5 separate regions of the Mus musculus genome follow, and all the other regions are linked to region 1. A link is a contact called in public promoter capture Hi-C data. All regions are on one chromosome and are shown on one strand. The core of a region is the stretch at or near the end of the contact, and the rest is flanking DNA. Distances in the headings are between cores, read along the strand shown. Region 1 holds the start of Fbxo43 (F-box protein 43). Region 2 overlaps Stk3 (serine/threonine kinase 3). Region 3 overlaps Stk3 (serine/threonine kinase 3). Region 4 overlaps Stk3 (serine/threonine kinase 3). Region 5 overlaps Stk3 (serine/threonine kinase 3).

The links. Promoter capture Hi-C pulls out the DNA fragments that hold promoters and counts their contacts.
Region 2: a promoter capture Hi-C map of pre-B cells shows a contact between it and region 1, with 5 times the contacts expected there. The contact joins the enhancer-like site here to the promoter of Fbxo43 in region 1. A contact is called at or near these places in 11 of 39 promoter capture datasets (the C10 cell line, HPC-7-derived erythroid cells, cranial neural crest and 8 more), 2 of 115 datasets of contacts at active chromatin or transcription factors (T-cell acute lymphoblastic leukemia and large pre-B cells) and 3 of 9 other capture datasets (adipose tissue, liver and macrophages).
Region 3: a contact with region 1 is called in a promoter capture Hi-C map of maxillary cranial neural crest. The contact joins the enhancer-like site here to the promoter of Fbxo43 in region 1. A contact is called at or near these places in 13 of 39 promoter capture datasets (the C10 cell line, the HPC-7 cell line, HPC-7-derived erythroid cells and 9 more), 9 of 484 Hi-C or Micro-C datasets (CD8 T cells, cardiomyocytes, cranial neural crest and 4 more), 2 of 115 datasets of contacts at active chromatin or transcription factors (fibro-adipogenic progenitors and large pre-B cells) and 2 of 9 other capture datasets (liver and macrophages).
Region 4: a promoter capture Hi-C map of cranial neural crest shows a contact between it and region 1, with 5 times the contacts expected there. The contact joins the enhancer-like site here to the promoter of Fbxo43 in region 1. A contact is called at or near these places in 6 of 39 promoter capture datasets (cranial neural crest, embryonic stem cells, fetal liver and 3 more) and 2 of 9 other capture datasets (adipose tissue and macrophages).
Region 5: a promoter capture Hi-C map of liver shows a contact between it and region 1, with 4 times the contacts expected there. The contact joins the enhancer-like site here to the promoter of Fbxo43 in region 1. A contact is called at or near these places in 8 of 39 promoter capture datasets (3T3-L1-derived adipocytes, the C10 cell line, HPC-7-derived erythroid cells and 4 more).

The regions. Positions count from the first base shown.
Region 1 is chr15:36,163,547-36,166,214 of GRCm38.p6, reverse strand. Fbxo43 (F-box protein 43) reads left to right here and starts at 1,354. Exons shown (of 5, transcript NM_001081253.2): 1 at 1,354-1,745.
Region 2 is chr15:34,914,598-34,917,265 of GRCm38.p6, reverse strand. The region is part of intron 10 of Stk3 (serine/threonine kinase 3); the gene reads left to right. The region is part of intron 1 of Gm52204 (a long non-coding RNA gene); the gene reads right to left. Among named protein-coding and RNA genes, the nearest start is that of Gm52204, 5.7 kb to the right of the region's middle. Within about 2 kb of position 1,310, at least 16 of the 459 cell types and tissues checked have an H3K27ac peak or open chromatin away from gene starts, as enhancers often do. A contact at or near this core is called in T-cell acute lymphoblastic leukemia and pre-B cells, where this site is marked.
Region 3 is chr15:34,951,619-34,954,286 of GRCm38.p6, reverse strand. All of the region lies in intron 9 of Stk3 (serine/threonine kinase 3), which reads left to right. Among named protein-coding and RNA genes, the nearest start is that of Gm52204, 43 kb to the right of the region's middle. Within about 2 kb of position 1,331, at least 23 of the 459 cell types and tissues checked have an H3K27ac peak or open chromatin away from gene starts, as enhancers often do.
Region 4 is chr15:35,020,409-35,023,076 of GRCm38.p6, reverse strand. The region is part of intron 6 of Stk3 (serine/threonine kinase 3); the gene reads left to right. Among named protein-coding and RNA genes, the nearest start is that of Gm52204, 110 kb to the right of the region's middle. Within about 2 kb of position 1,321, at least 37 of the 459 cell types and tissues checked have an H3K27ac peak or open chromatin away from gene starts, as enhancers often do.
Region 5 is chr15:35,133,668-35,136,335 of GRCm38.p6, reverse strand. All of the region lies in intron 1 of Stk3 (serine/threonine kinase 3), which reads left to right. Among named protein-coding and RNA genes, the nearest start is that of Stk3, 21 kb to the left of the region's middle. Within about 2 kb of position 1,370, at least 9 of the 459 cell types and tissues checked have an H3K27ac peak or open chromatin away from gene starts, as enhancers often do.

The DNA of each region.
Region 1 (2,668 bases), core at 105-2,604:
GAGTTTGGGTATTTTAAGCCTATTTGTCAACGCTAAGGAGAATCCTCAGAGAAGAGGGTAGTGGTTGTTACTAGCTTAAAGGTGGCAGCTGAGGTTCTGATTGAGACCTGTGTCAATTTGGAGAAGATAAAACTTTGAACACTGCCTAGGTGGAATGTCTTGTTGCAGTGGTCCCAGGAAGAAAAGAGTCTCTGCTCGGAGAAGACCAGCTAGACAGGCGATGGGGGTCAGGCTGTGCATTCTTGGAACACTGAATGAAAGCCAAGACTTTAAATGTATTTGGTGTGATAGGTTCTTGGCTGTTTCTGATCCCTAAAAAGGAATGTCTGAAACCAATAAACACAGTCACTCATTTATTCATAACTTTTGTTTTGTTGGTTTTTTTTTTTTTTTTTTCAGGTCAGTGGCTATGTAGCTTAGGCTGACCTGAAACTTGGTATGTAGACATGGCTGGTCTCTATGGAGATCCTCTGCCTCCTGACTGCAGAGACTATAGAGGTGTGACTCACAACTTTTTTCTTTTTTGTCTATTCACAAAATTTATATATTTGTTCACTGTAGAAACGAGGGCAAAATCATAAACTATTTTTAAAAAAAATCATTAACCAGGTGTGGTGGCACACGCCAGAACTTGGAAGGTGGAATGAGGAGGATCGGGAGTTCAAGTCCAGCCTGGACTTCATGTGACACGGTCTTAAACACACACACACACACACACACACACACACACACACACACACACACACACACACAAAACCAAAACCAAAGTTGGGGGGTGTTGCTGGGTTTATTGGGGCACTCCTGTAATCCTAGCCATTGGAAGATGAAGGCAGGAAAATCAGGAGTTCCAGGACAGTCTTGGCTACCTAACAAGTTCAAGTGGACTCCCAGGGACCACTGCCACTCTCTTAACCCAAAATCAAATAGTTAGGAAGTCAACCTCTCCGTCCTTATGCTGTATTTACGCCTTTACTATCCAAAGCTGTTGATAGGATTCTTTGACTTTGTACATCGGGCGAAACACTTCCAGGGATGATGCCTGGCACTGCAGGTTTTCTAACCGATGCGTCCCTCCAGTCTGGTCGCACGCAGTGATGCAGGGACCAACAGAGAGCTGGATGGAGCAGGGCGGAGCTGCGAAGGGATGAGGGCGGGGAGGCGGGGCGAGCGCTCAGACGGAAGGTGGGGAGGGTGGTGCCCTGGGCGGGGAAAGGTGGCAGGGGCGGGCTCGGCCGAGGCTCCCGGCTCAGGTGGGCGGCGCGGCCCAGGTGCGCCGGCCCGCAGCCGCTCCGCCCTCCTCCCAGGGGCGTCTCCCGCCCGCACGCCCGCCCGCACGTCCGGGTGACGACCGTTAGTCCCGCCCGCAGCAGACGGCTCGGCAGCTCCGGTGGGGGGGCATCTCTGGTCTCTAGTCGGGAGATTCCCCCAGGTCCAAGACTGGCTGGAGAGAGGCCGGAGAGTGCGGCTGCTGCGGGGCGGAGAGATTCCGAGCGACTTGACCTTCCCAGCCGCTGCCCCTCCTGAAGCCGTCCCGGCGCTGCTCCGGGCTCCGTTAATTGTTGAGGTTTTTCTCTTAAGTGGTGGTACCTCGGCATGAACTTTAAAGGCAAAGATGACAGACTTTGTTGTTTGGAAGCCTACCTTACTTTGACATGTCTTAAGAACTCAAGGTTGACTGGTGGTAAGATATTCCACTTTAATGAGAGCATCGGTTTAACGAAGCAGTTTTCTGACTTGTATAGGGCGTAAGTCTTTTTTTTTTATTTTTATTTTTTTTTATTTTGCGTAAGTCTTTGTAGATAGGAGTTCTGAGTGATTTATCAGAACTTTTTTTTTTTTTTGCCATCAAAAGGTTTGTTTGATTCATCAGCCTGTGGTTGCATGAATAATTTTCAAAGTTTGAAGCAGGCATTTTGGTGTATAAGCAAGATGAGGATGAAGGCAGCGACAGAGTCTCTGGTTTTCCCAAGTAGGGAGCGTGTATCAGGGCTCCTACTTTATTCCCAACGGTTTTTAGCTTCCATTTCCCAAATCTTATGCTGGTGAGGCACCTAGTGGTGAAGTGGCAGAACAGGTCACTTTTAGAATAAATTTCACATGGAATAAAATTCAATACAATACAGTAAATGCACATGCTCTAACTTTCGCAAATTGATTGAATTAATATTTTTTCAGGAGAAAGTGATTTATGAGAGGAAACATTGTAACTTACTATTTGGAGCAATTTGTAGAAAGCAGAGCTTAATCATCTTGTCCTACCAGGCATGCGCAGAAGTTAGTCATAAGCACAGGGGATCAGAAGTCAAAACTGCCCAAAAGCGGAAGAGGCTTAAAAATCACTTTGCTTTATAGCAGTGAGCCTCGGATCTTGTGGTTTTTGTAGCAGGTTATTTTGTAATATTTAAACTACATATTTAACTTACATACCATACATGTCTAAGTCCATGTGGCCGAACGAGAGAAATGACTTCTATGGCATGCTATGTTTGCATGTGTGTCACCCACAAATAAATGTTAAAAAGAAAAAACATAGTGGTTTTTTTCTGATTTATTTTTAATTATGTATGTCTGTGTATGTGCATGAGTACAGTGCCCATAGAGACATACATAGAGACACTATTGAACATGAGGATGTGAGCTGGGAACCGAGCCTGGGTATCTGGTGAGA
Region 2 (2,668 bases), core at 61-2,560, 1.2 Mb after region 1:
TGTGTGTGTGTAGGAAGGGAGGTGTATGTACCCACAAAATCCAGAAGAGGGTGTCAGGTGCCCTAGATCTGCCGTTACAGGCAGTGGTGAGGCACAGCACATGGGGCATTGAACTGAACTCGGCATCTGGAAGAGCAATGAGTGCTCTTAATTACTAAGCCATCTCTCCAGCCTCATCCTGTAGCCAGTATTTGGCTACTTTTCAGGTTCTTCTTTTTTCCACCCTTCTCTACCCTTTCAACTTCCTAACACTAGATAGGGGAGAGAAAAGGATGGAGAGGAAAGGGGCAACTTATCTTTAAACTACGTACTGCTGATTTGGAGTGTTGAGTTCTTGGAGATATTTAATCTTTTCCATCCGTATATTTAATTTCTTCTTCTTCTTTCTTCATTGCACACTTAACAAACTTCTAACAACAACAACCAACCAACCCCATTGTTGAATCTACCCTACCTCTCAAGACCCTAGCATTTACATACCTTTTGAAAAAGTCCCCAGAATTCCAAACATCACACAGTCACAGAAACTATCAGCCCCCGGCAAAATCCTGCTAAAGCGCCAAGAAGCCATAGAGTGCTGCTGTGCACAGCTGAGGGCCCATATCTCATACCTGGGATTTAAAGGAAAGCATATTCCCACACTATCTCTGTGGGGTTTCGTTTTGTTTTGTTTTAAGGAAACCAAAACTCGAATTTTAAAATTAGGTTTAAACTCTAATGGTTTGATCTTTCTTTGTGTGCTTTTGGTGCCAATGGCGAGATTCTATTGTCACAGAAGTTTATACTCATGCTTTGTGCTGTTGCTTAAACTTGGGCATCTGTCTTTGTATATGATATGAAGTCAGCATCAAATTTTATTCTTCTCCATGTTGTTTAGAGCCAGTTGCCTCAGAACCATTTATTGAAAAAACTAGTCCTTCTCCCTTGAGTAAGCTTAGGACCTTCTCAAATCAATTGACCACACCTATATTTTTCTCCAGGCAGTCTGGTTTGTTCCACTGGCTTGTACTGTCTTAGTTATTCTAACTCTGTAGAAAGTTTTTAAATTGAGTAGTATTATATCTTCTAGTTTTGTTCTTTAAAAATATTGTTTTACTGGATTTTCTTTAAATCATTTTTGAGAATTTTGGTTACAAAAATTATCATTTTAACAATTTGCACACATTCAGTTCAGTTGTATTGAATATGTTTGTGTTTATTTCTTACAAATCTGAAACTGTTTGCCCATTAAACAACTCTCCCTTCCTCAGTCCAGCACCTGGCAACTGCCATTCTGTTTTCAGCGTCTCCGAGTTTCCCTCTCAGACACCTCATGCACATGTAACCACGAAGTAGTTCCTGTTGTTGGTCTGTAGATCAGGATGGGCACATGACTGATCTCAACCCATGGACCTGTTTTGCTCTCCTATGCAGTTTGTTTTTCTTTGATATGTTTTCAGTAATGCTTTTTAGTTTTCAGAGTAGAAATTTCATACTTGCTTTGTTAAGCTTATTACTGTATGCCTTACTGATTTTGATACTGTTATTAAATTTATTAAATAGAATTGTTTTTCTCAGTTTTATTCATTGCCACTGTGTAGAAACATAGTTTGCTATATTGAACTCTGAAACCCTTAAAACTCATCTGTTGTTTGAATACTATTGGTTGCTTTCTTAGGATTTTCTATATATAAGATCCTGTAACCCACTTGGGGAGATAGTTTCTTACCGCATCATAATTCAGCATGTGTGCATTGAGGTGTATGCTGCACATTGGGATTATAGACAAAAGGCACAAACTGTGCTTTTATGACATCTGCAGTCAAGGACAGATTCTTCAACCAATACTAACAATTCAGCATTGTAAGCTGTCTTTGAGAGACACGTGCTATGCTACAATACCGCAGAGAAGGATGCTAAGGAAAAATCCCACATAGGAGTTTGCATAGAGTTCTAGATCATTTTGTCAATAAGTAGCCATGGTTATGATAATTTGACATTTCAAAGCCAAACTGACCTTGGATATTTAAAAATTATTCTGTAGTATGAACTTTAGCTTTAAGATTTTTAAAGTCTATCACAGTTTAAGGAAATGTGTATTAACAGTGAAGCAACATGTTGAAGTTTTAGAGTATATGCAGATGTTTGATTATGCAGTAAACCTTTTGCTGTAAAAGCGTATGATCACATTTGGAAAATTGCTATTGCATGTCTTGGCAGTTTGTTAAGAGCTGAAAACTTTTTAAACTAACTGGTGTTTTGATAGATTAAGTTCAAGGCCACCTTTTTGTTTAAATGATGTTTTGTTTTCTGTAATTAGACCATGCTAGGTAAATTAAGTATGTAATTAAAAACAGAAGGTTTGGCTAATTCTGAATAAATGAGTACAAAATACAAGGTCATTATCCATCTCTAGTGAGGTTCCAGATGAACAGTACACATGGAACTGTTTATAAAACATTTTGCATGGTCAGAGCCCTTAGGTTGCTGTCCATAGCTTTTAAATTAAGTATTCACAGACTTGCAAAAATATACCTGTAGTGCTCATCTGAATGAAAACCAAAAAGATTAGAATCTAATCTTCTATCTCAAATAAAAGGTAAAAACGTATTCCTCTTGATTCAAAACTGAATGTTTAATGTGTTTCTTGGCACAGTGGCTCCACAGTGAAGAGCTCAGAGCCTCGGAG
Region 3 (2,668 bases), core at 82-2,581, 1.2 Mb after region 1:
CCTCCACTTTTCTCTATAGAGGCAGTAGGTATCCTGTGTACGGTGAGGTTACAGTAGTTTGGAGCTCCCTATGGGCACGTATGTCCTGGGCCTGAGGGTGTTTGGTGTAGTGTAGGCCAGTGCATGTTGATTGTGCTGTATGTTTTACTACCACAAAACAGAAGCTGAACACAGAAATACTCTCCTTCCTTATGCAAATGAATATCTTCTAAGGCCTCCAAAGAAAGATTTCCATAGATACAATTAACATGTTTATTACTCTCTTCTTTTTGTTTAACTGAAAGCTCAGCTTTGATTTGTCTGTTTTCTCTCATACCCTCATTGGAGATGGAAAACAGCTGGCTCGTGTTCTCTTTCCCCAGTGCCTTTGTGAATACTTAACTGTTCTTAGACCCTCCTGCTGGACAGTGCGTCCTGTAAACGTTTGAGCAGCTATTCCTCCTGAACCTCTCACCTTCCTCAGGAGGCTCAGGACCTTCCCTGGGTTTTGTGCATCCTCTGTTATTTTAAAAGATAAAGCTAGGGAAGAAAATTCATGTTAGTGGCTTGTATATCCCATCCTGATTTTTTGTATGTGTTTATTGTACTCTTAGCAACAAATTAGAGGGCAGACTTCCAAGATCATGAATCAGGTAGAACACTTACATCTTAAGTGACTTGTAGAAGGACCAACTCGCTCATGCCCATGAGTCCCTCAGCTGTTGACAGTCGGTGTGCTGCGTCATGAGCAGTTACTTCCTTCTTTATGCGCCATGCATGCTAAGCGATTGAAAAGTCAAGCACACTGCATTGTGTTAAGTTATTTTAAAATTCCTTCATACATTTATTTTTTCATGAAGACCTTATTTGCTTAGAAGAAGTATGAAACACTAAAAACTAATTATAATAGACTGGCATATTTTACAAAATTATATTCTACTTAATTTACTATCCTTGTAAAAGATTAAAGGAATGAATGAAAGAGATAGAAAAGAAATTTTTAATAAAGTTTCAAAGTCATAGAGGGAATGAATGGTGATTTTTTTTTCCTTCCTTTGCTGCTAATGGGGTTTTGGTTATATAAGCAAGTAAGTTAAAATAACTAGGCCTAAATTGAGGAACTAAGTAATTTCAAATATTAAGTTTATTATTACAATAAACTATTTTAATAAGGTAAGGTCAGAACTTAACTGTAGCCGGAGAAATTGATGTCAGTTTTAGGTGTCCTTTCAGTAGTGTAAGAAGGTTGCCATAGCAACCAGTCTGCTTCCTTCTCTCTGCAGGACCTGAGTTCTCATGCGTTCCTCTCTCCCTCAGCTGCAAGTAAGAATCATCATTCAGCTTTCCCCTGGGGACTCAGCTGTGCACCGTGGCATGTGTTTCATATTGTCCAGTAAAATAGTAACTAGGCAGTAACAGCCACCCTCCTGTTAACTGTCAAAACAACTTCAAACTCTTTTCTTCTAAAACAGAGTCTAAATGTTAATACTGAGTTTTAAAGTAAAACAGAAAATCTTTACATATGTAAGCACATACATTTGAATAGAAATCTTTCTATAAAGTCGTGCAAAAAGAACAGTCTAATGTGACAAACTGCCTCTTTTATTTAAGCTGACTTTTAGATTTGTTAACTCTCTGTAAGAATGCTTGTTTCTTAGTAGTAGAGTATTGTCTAGACTTTTTTAAATTTAATTTTATATGGAATTCATTTTTTACACTCCCCGCCCCTCCCCTCCCACCCTCCAACTGCTCCACATCCCACACCTCCTCCCTACCACACCCACATGGATATCCCCACCCTCCACCCCCTGTGACCTCTAAACTGCCTGGGGCCTCCAGTCTCTTGAGGGTTAGGTGCATCATCTCTGAATGAACATAAACCTGGAAGTGCTCTACTCTATGTATGTTGGTGCCCTCATATCAGCTGGTGTGTGCTGTCTGTCTGGTTGTCCAGTGTTTGAAACAGTTATCCTTTATTTAATGTATGTGTTAAATGTCTTTCAAGTTTTTATCTGCATCATTTATAGTTTTTAAGATTTATTTTTTGTTGTATGTGTGTGAATGGTTTTTTTCACTTGTATATATATGTACATGGATGTATAGGTAGTGTGTGCCTACCACAGGAAGAGGCAGTAGAGGGCTCTGGCTGCTCAGGACTGAGTTACTGATGGTTGAGAGACATCATGTAAGTGCTGGGACCTGGGTCCTCTGCAAGATCAACAAGTGCTCTTAACCACCAGGCTGTCTCTGTAGCCCTACATCCCATATTTCTTATAGTGCTCTTTAACACTCTTTGTTTATAAAATGTAAAGTTTGACTGGATGTAAGATGAAAATGGCTGCTGAAGTTTCTGTTTAGTTGAGGCCATAGAACTTTTGTAAGACCAGAACTGGGGAAAAAAATTCCTCTCAAAGTTAGTGGATTCTAAATATAAAATAAGAGCAGATCCCTCTCCCTAAATCATCCAATGTCCAAGATAAACCAGCTCAACATCTCAAGCTTTTTATATTATTATTTGAAATAGATTTTCGATCTTGGGCGTGAACTCAGCGGGCCCTAGCACACCCAGGATCTTGGGATCACTGGTGAGTGGAATGCAACATCTGTTCCAAAAAATCTTGGAGGGTCTTGTGCCAGCAGGAACAGGGACAGAGGAAACCCGCCGACCAGTGGCTGGGGTTCCTTCAGG
Region 4 (2,668 bases), core at 72-2,571, 1.1 Mb after region 1:
ACTGTCCATAGAAGATCTGTTTGCCACCCTTGCCTCTTTTGACTTCTTTGATGTCTCATTTCTTGATTTCCCCCACCCCCATGGCTGTCGATCTTGAGTCCTGTACTCATTTTTAGTTCCTGTCTAGATAATTATTTTCTATATTGTTGAGACACTTAAAATCTAATATTCACACATTTGTTTCAAGCTTTAATTCAGTATCTTCCATTGTTTTTCATACTACCAGTTGCCAAATTCAAGAGTCTGGAAAATAGCTTTTGTCTAATCTTCCAGTTTTATTAGTCAAGTTCTATTGACATTTTCTTCCTGCCCAGTCCCCATAGCTAGAGATAATTCAGACTTCCATTACTCAGTACTTACTAAATGCATTACTCTTCTAGGAGTTCTTTATTCCCATTTTTCGGACTTAGTATTTTTCCCTCTGCATTTCTACATCACTCTAAATAGTAGTCCTCCATTTTGTCTTCTCCAGAGTCAATTTCACAACACTGCTAGATTTATCATCCTAAGTCACACAGATCATCCTGTTCCCTTCAAAACCTCTCCATCAGGAAGCAGTTTTACAAGTGTGAGGCTAGTTAGTAGTCAGATTCTTAAGAGTGTTATAGAAGGCCTTTGGCTCTGAGTATCTTTCTGTTTCCGTGCCTTTCGTTTTAGCCACACTTTATTTGTATGTGCTTCTAGGTATTTATCTTTGCCCCCTTTCTGCTCAGTGTTACGTTGTTACTTACAGTTTCTTCCATCTCTCCTCTAAACAGTCTCCATTGAGAACATCCTGAGCTTTCCCACCACCCAGTAAACCCCAAGCTCAGACATTTCATTATATTTGGGTGACTTTTCTAATTATGAGTTTATTGACACAGATGTACAGCAGCTAGTGCATTTTTTTTTGTAAAGGAAATGCAATGTTTTGTGACATGCAGGTATTAATGAAGTTAACGCTCTTGTATAAAATGGGAGTATTTCGATTTTCTTTGCACATGTAGTAACTCAGAAGGGAGACATGTCTCTGTTCATTGTGGAGTACCACCTTCTGAGCACAGCGGCCAGAGTGTTCATCAGAGCAGCTAGCTGTGACTTCTTATAAGAGACCCCTGAGAGGAGGAGGAGGAGGAAGAGGAAGAAGAGTGGGCCATCAGACTCTCACCTGAGAGTCTGTCTACACTCTTCTGTACCTCCCAGCCACCATATGTCGTACTGCTCCAATTGCATGTGGCCTCATGGTATTGGGAGGTTTACAAGGGCAGGTCTCTGTCTGTCAGATGTGGAGAAGTGGATATACATCATGCAGTGAGTATTTTTCATAGTCAGGCTTCTATGTATAACCCACCCTGACTCATGCCCAATAAACTTATTGGCTTCCCAACTTGGACTTTGGTGCATCCTACTTAAGTTATGGTGGATGACCTATAAGGGACAGGGACTCAATTATTCACATGTCTTCAGGGAAAGAGTTCTTACAATGATGGGGTAAGTCAATGAATGTGGTACTGTACACCTGGAACCCTAGCACCCAGGAGGTAGAGGCAGGAGGACCAGAGTTCAAGGCTATTTTAGATACATAGAAAGTTTGAAGCCTGGGCTACATGAAGCCCTGTTGTGCATGTTCGTGTGTGTAGGTTTCCATAATGGAACTGAAGGGAAGAGGGGCAGTATCAGCTTCATCAGTTTACAGCTGCCATGTGTTCAGCCCTGACTCAGGCCACGCATGAATGAAATCAAAAGAAACGAGAGAAGGGACCAGTGTTGCACTTTTCTTTTTCCCTGACAAAATGTTTCTTTTATTCACTTTATACTCATAATTCATCATATTTTATTTTTAGCCTAGTTTGGTTTTGAGAAATAAAATGGAAATCCTTTAGGTTAGCATCTGAAATGCTAATTTTAAACTTTACTATGGCACTTGTCCAGTAGAATCTGTTAAAAATTTTCCTGTAGGTCAGATCTAAGTTGAAAAGAATGAGGTAACTTTAATATGAACCCAGATTGTAATACAGTCTTTCTCTCCAGTGAGTTGGCAATTCACTATTCCATTTGTATTTTGAATTGGGGAAGCTGAGTTAATATGGATGTTTGCCAATGACAACAAATACTGGCAAGATAGTCCTGTTCTCTGGGCCTAATTATGTGGTTTTATTATAACATTTTTCACATAGTTGTTGGTACTTACTAGTCTTTCAAGGTGGATTGACTTGTTTGTCAATGACTCATATAAATTTTATTCTTTCTGAAGTTAAATCATTTCCTGCCAAGTCTTCTATCTTCCTAAGAAAGCCAGCTAACGTGTGTGTTTATGAATGTATATGTGTATATACATATAATATTCATTTTATTTAGCTATCCAGTTCCATCTCTTTGTAAGATTTTATATATTTTAAGTCCCCCCTGAGAAAGGCTAAGATGTAGGTATAGTGATTTATTCATTATTTATTCATTTGTCTTTTAGTGCTGGGTATCAAACTCAGAGCATTGGGCTTGTGAGGCAAACAGCTTACTACTGCTGAGTTACCCTCCCAGCCCTGTCTCATTTGTAAGTGCTTTTTCCTCACAGTGTTTTAGACATTGAGATATAACAATAAATGAAATGCATCCAGCCTTTTGCAAGGTACTTATATAACAAAAGTATTAAGTTGTATATGCACAAATTTTAAAATGATGATAAGGTTTA
Region 5 (2,668 bases), core at 121-2,620, 1.0 Mb after region 1:
ACCCCTAGCCTGGGTGAGAAACTATGTAGGCTGAGGCCAAAGCTGATGTTTCTTAACTCCTGGACACCCAGACGCTGCTTGGAAGTTCAAGGAATCGGGAAAGGGGGTGCAGGCTGGTGAAGAGGAGTCCTGGTGGGGATGGGGTTGTGGGGGGACTCCAGCTTTGCTTCGTGGAGAGTGTCTGGGAGCGCAGAGGGGCCTTCTGCAGGATACTTAAGCAATGTTGTGATTGTAAAAAGATAAAGCGCAATTAAGATATGTTCTAAGATGATGTGGTGAGGTATGGGGGAAGGGAATGTCTCTGTGGGTCCATGCCTAGGCATCTCTTCCCCTGAGGAACCAGCCACAAGACTGTATAGTATAGAATAGAGTTTATTTAGGGCATGGGGAGGGGAGTTAAGAGAGTAGTAGGGGCAGAGAAAGGCAGAGAGAAGGAGAGAGTCGAGAAGTAGAGGCTGGCCATGACTATGTGGAGAGAGGGGGGATTAGGGTGGGGAGAGTGGGGGAGCAAGGGGCAAGAGAGTAAGAGAACAAGAGAGTAAGAGAGGAGAAGGGGCAAGCAGCCCCTTTTATAGTGGGCCAGGCCTACCTGGTTGTTGCTAACTGTGGGGCGGAGCAAACCTGGCTGTTGCCAGTTAACTGTTGGGGAGGAGTCCAGACAGAGTGCCTAAGTGGCTCTATATGGTGAAGGCTTTCCCCCACGTCGGTTCTTGATGAGAGAGACAGTCCTTGGTTCCAAACTGTTTATTGATTGTTCATTGTGTAGAATACAGTTTCATTAGGGTGGACCAGAGATTAAATACCTTTTGAGGAAGGAATGTTCAGGAAGGGAGGCTTTTGGCTAAACCCTCAGGGCCCATCTAGATACCTCATTAGCATGGAGAACTCTTGTGTTCTGTGCTATGTGACCAGTTGCCAGTTCTTTATGTGAGGAGTCATGGTCACATGTTCCAGGCCAGGAATCTTGAGTAGGTTTTTCTGTAGTAGATGAAACACCTACTGTCCTCAGGTGGGTGCCGGGGTTTCTGAATCCAGTCGACCTTACCAAGTTTTCTGTCACGGTCCCCTCCCCTACATTGACCCTTTCAGTTCCTAGTGGTGTCCAGTTTCATCCCTCTTCGTGCACATGGCAGATTTCATGCTTCTCCATGGTGAAATGGCATTGTCTTTAGAGTGACATTACCTTTCTTTATGTGTTTACTAGTTAGGTTATTTCTGTGTATTGGTGATTGTACATAGTGATATAAGGAATGAGAGCGCAGAGCACTGGCTTTGTTTTCCTTGTGTACATGCTCAGTAGTGTGGCTGCTGGATCACGTGTTTTAAGACCTGTGTCACTACATTCTCTTATTCTCTACTTCATGCTCTTTATAAACAGATAGCACGGAGGAGTGTGTGGCAGTGACTCATGATTTGGGTACTTTGTAGAATACTTTCATTTGTTTGGTTTGGTTTTTGTGTTTCCTCTTTAAGGGCCTCTAGTTGTTTACCTGTGCTCTTCTGTATTTCTTTACTGGAGTTATTTATGTCCTTCTTAAAGCCCTCTATTATCATCATGAGAAGTGATTTTAGATCTGAATCTTGCTTTTCTGGTGTGTTGGGGTATCCAGGACTTGCTATGGTGGGAGAATTGGGTTCTGATGACGCCAAGTACCCTTGCTTTCTGTTGCTTATGTTCTTACGCTTGCCTCCCGACATCTGGTTATCTCTAGTATATCCTGGCCTTGTTGCAACTTCAGAGCTTGCCTAAGTTCCTTCAGTACTCAGCACCGAGGTCAAAACACAACACACCAAGTCACTTAAACTTGCTCAAGTGGATCTGATGATAGACTCTTTTGTGAATATTTATAAATGGATATCCTTAAGAAACATCTCTCACTTCATGCCAGAATTAATAAAATTATTGTTTGCATTTTATTTAATAGTTTCCTAACACTATTATACGTTAGAGAGACTTTGGTTTGATTCTCTTTTGCATTTATTCCCAAGGTAATTGAGTAAATCACATAAGCTTTAGTTTTCTGGTCTAATTCCCGAGTAATTACCTGAAAGACTATAAATATTCAGTAAGTATAAATGAGAAGTAAAACCACTTCTCACTGCAGTAGTACAGTGCCAGAAAGTGCCTAGTAATTACATTCCAAAGTGCTTTCTTTAATTTTAAATTTCATTTTATTTATTTATTGATTGATTGATTGTGTGTGTGTGTGTGTGTGTGTGTGTGCATGTGTTTGCATGTGCTCATGCTTGTACAACATATAAATGGAGACCTTAGGACAACCTGCAGCACTCGGTTCTCTCTTCTGATTGTGGGTTCTGGGAGATTGCACTAATGTCATCAGACCTGGCTGCAGCTATCTTTCCCTACAGAGCCACTTGCCAGGTCTGCCTAATGCACTTATCTTCCTTTTTAATTTACATCTTATTTGTGGATGTATGGTTCTCTGTGTTAGTGGACAAATGCGTGTGGGTCTGCCTGCCGGGGTTATAGTGCACTGGGTTCTCTGCGGCTGTATCTTAGGCAGGAATGAGCAGTTTGATATGGGCGCTGGGAACCAAATTTGGGTCCTCAGAGTAGCGAGCATTTCTGACCACTGACCTATCTCTCCAGCCCCCTAATGTTCATTATTGTGTTTCACTTAGTTTTAGTGTTTTTTCTTTTGTACTA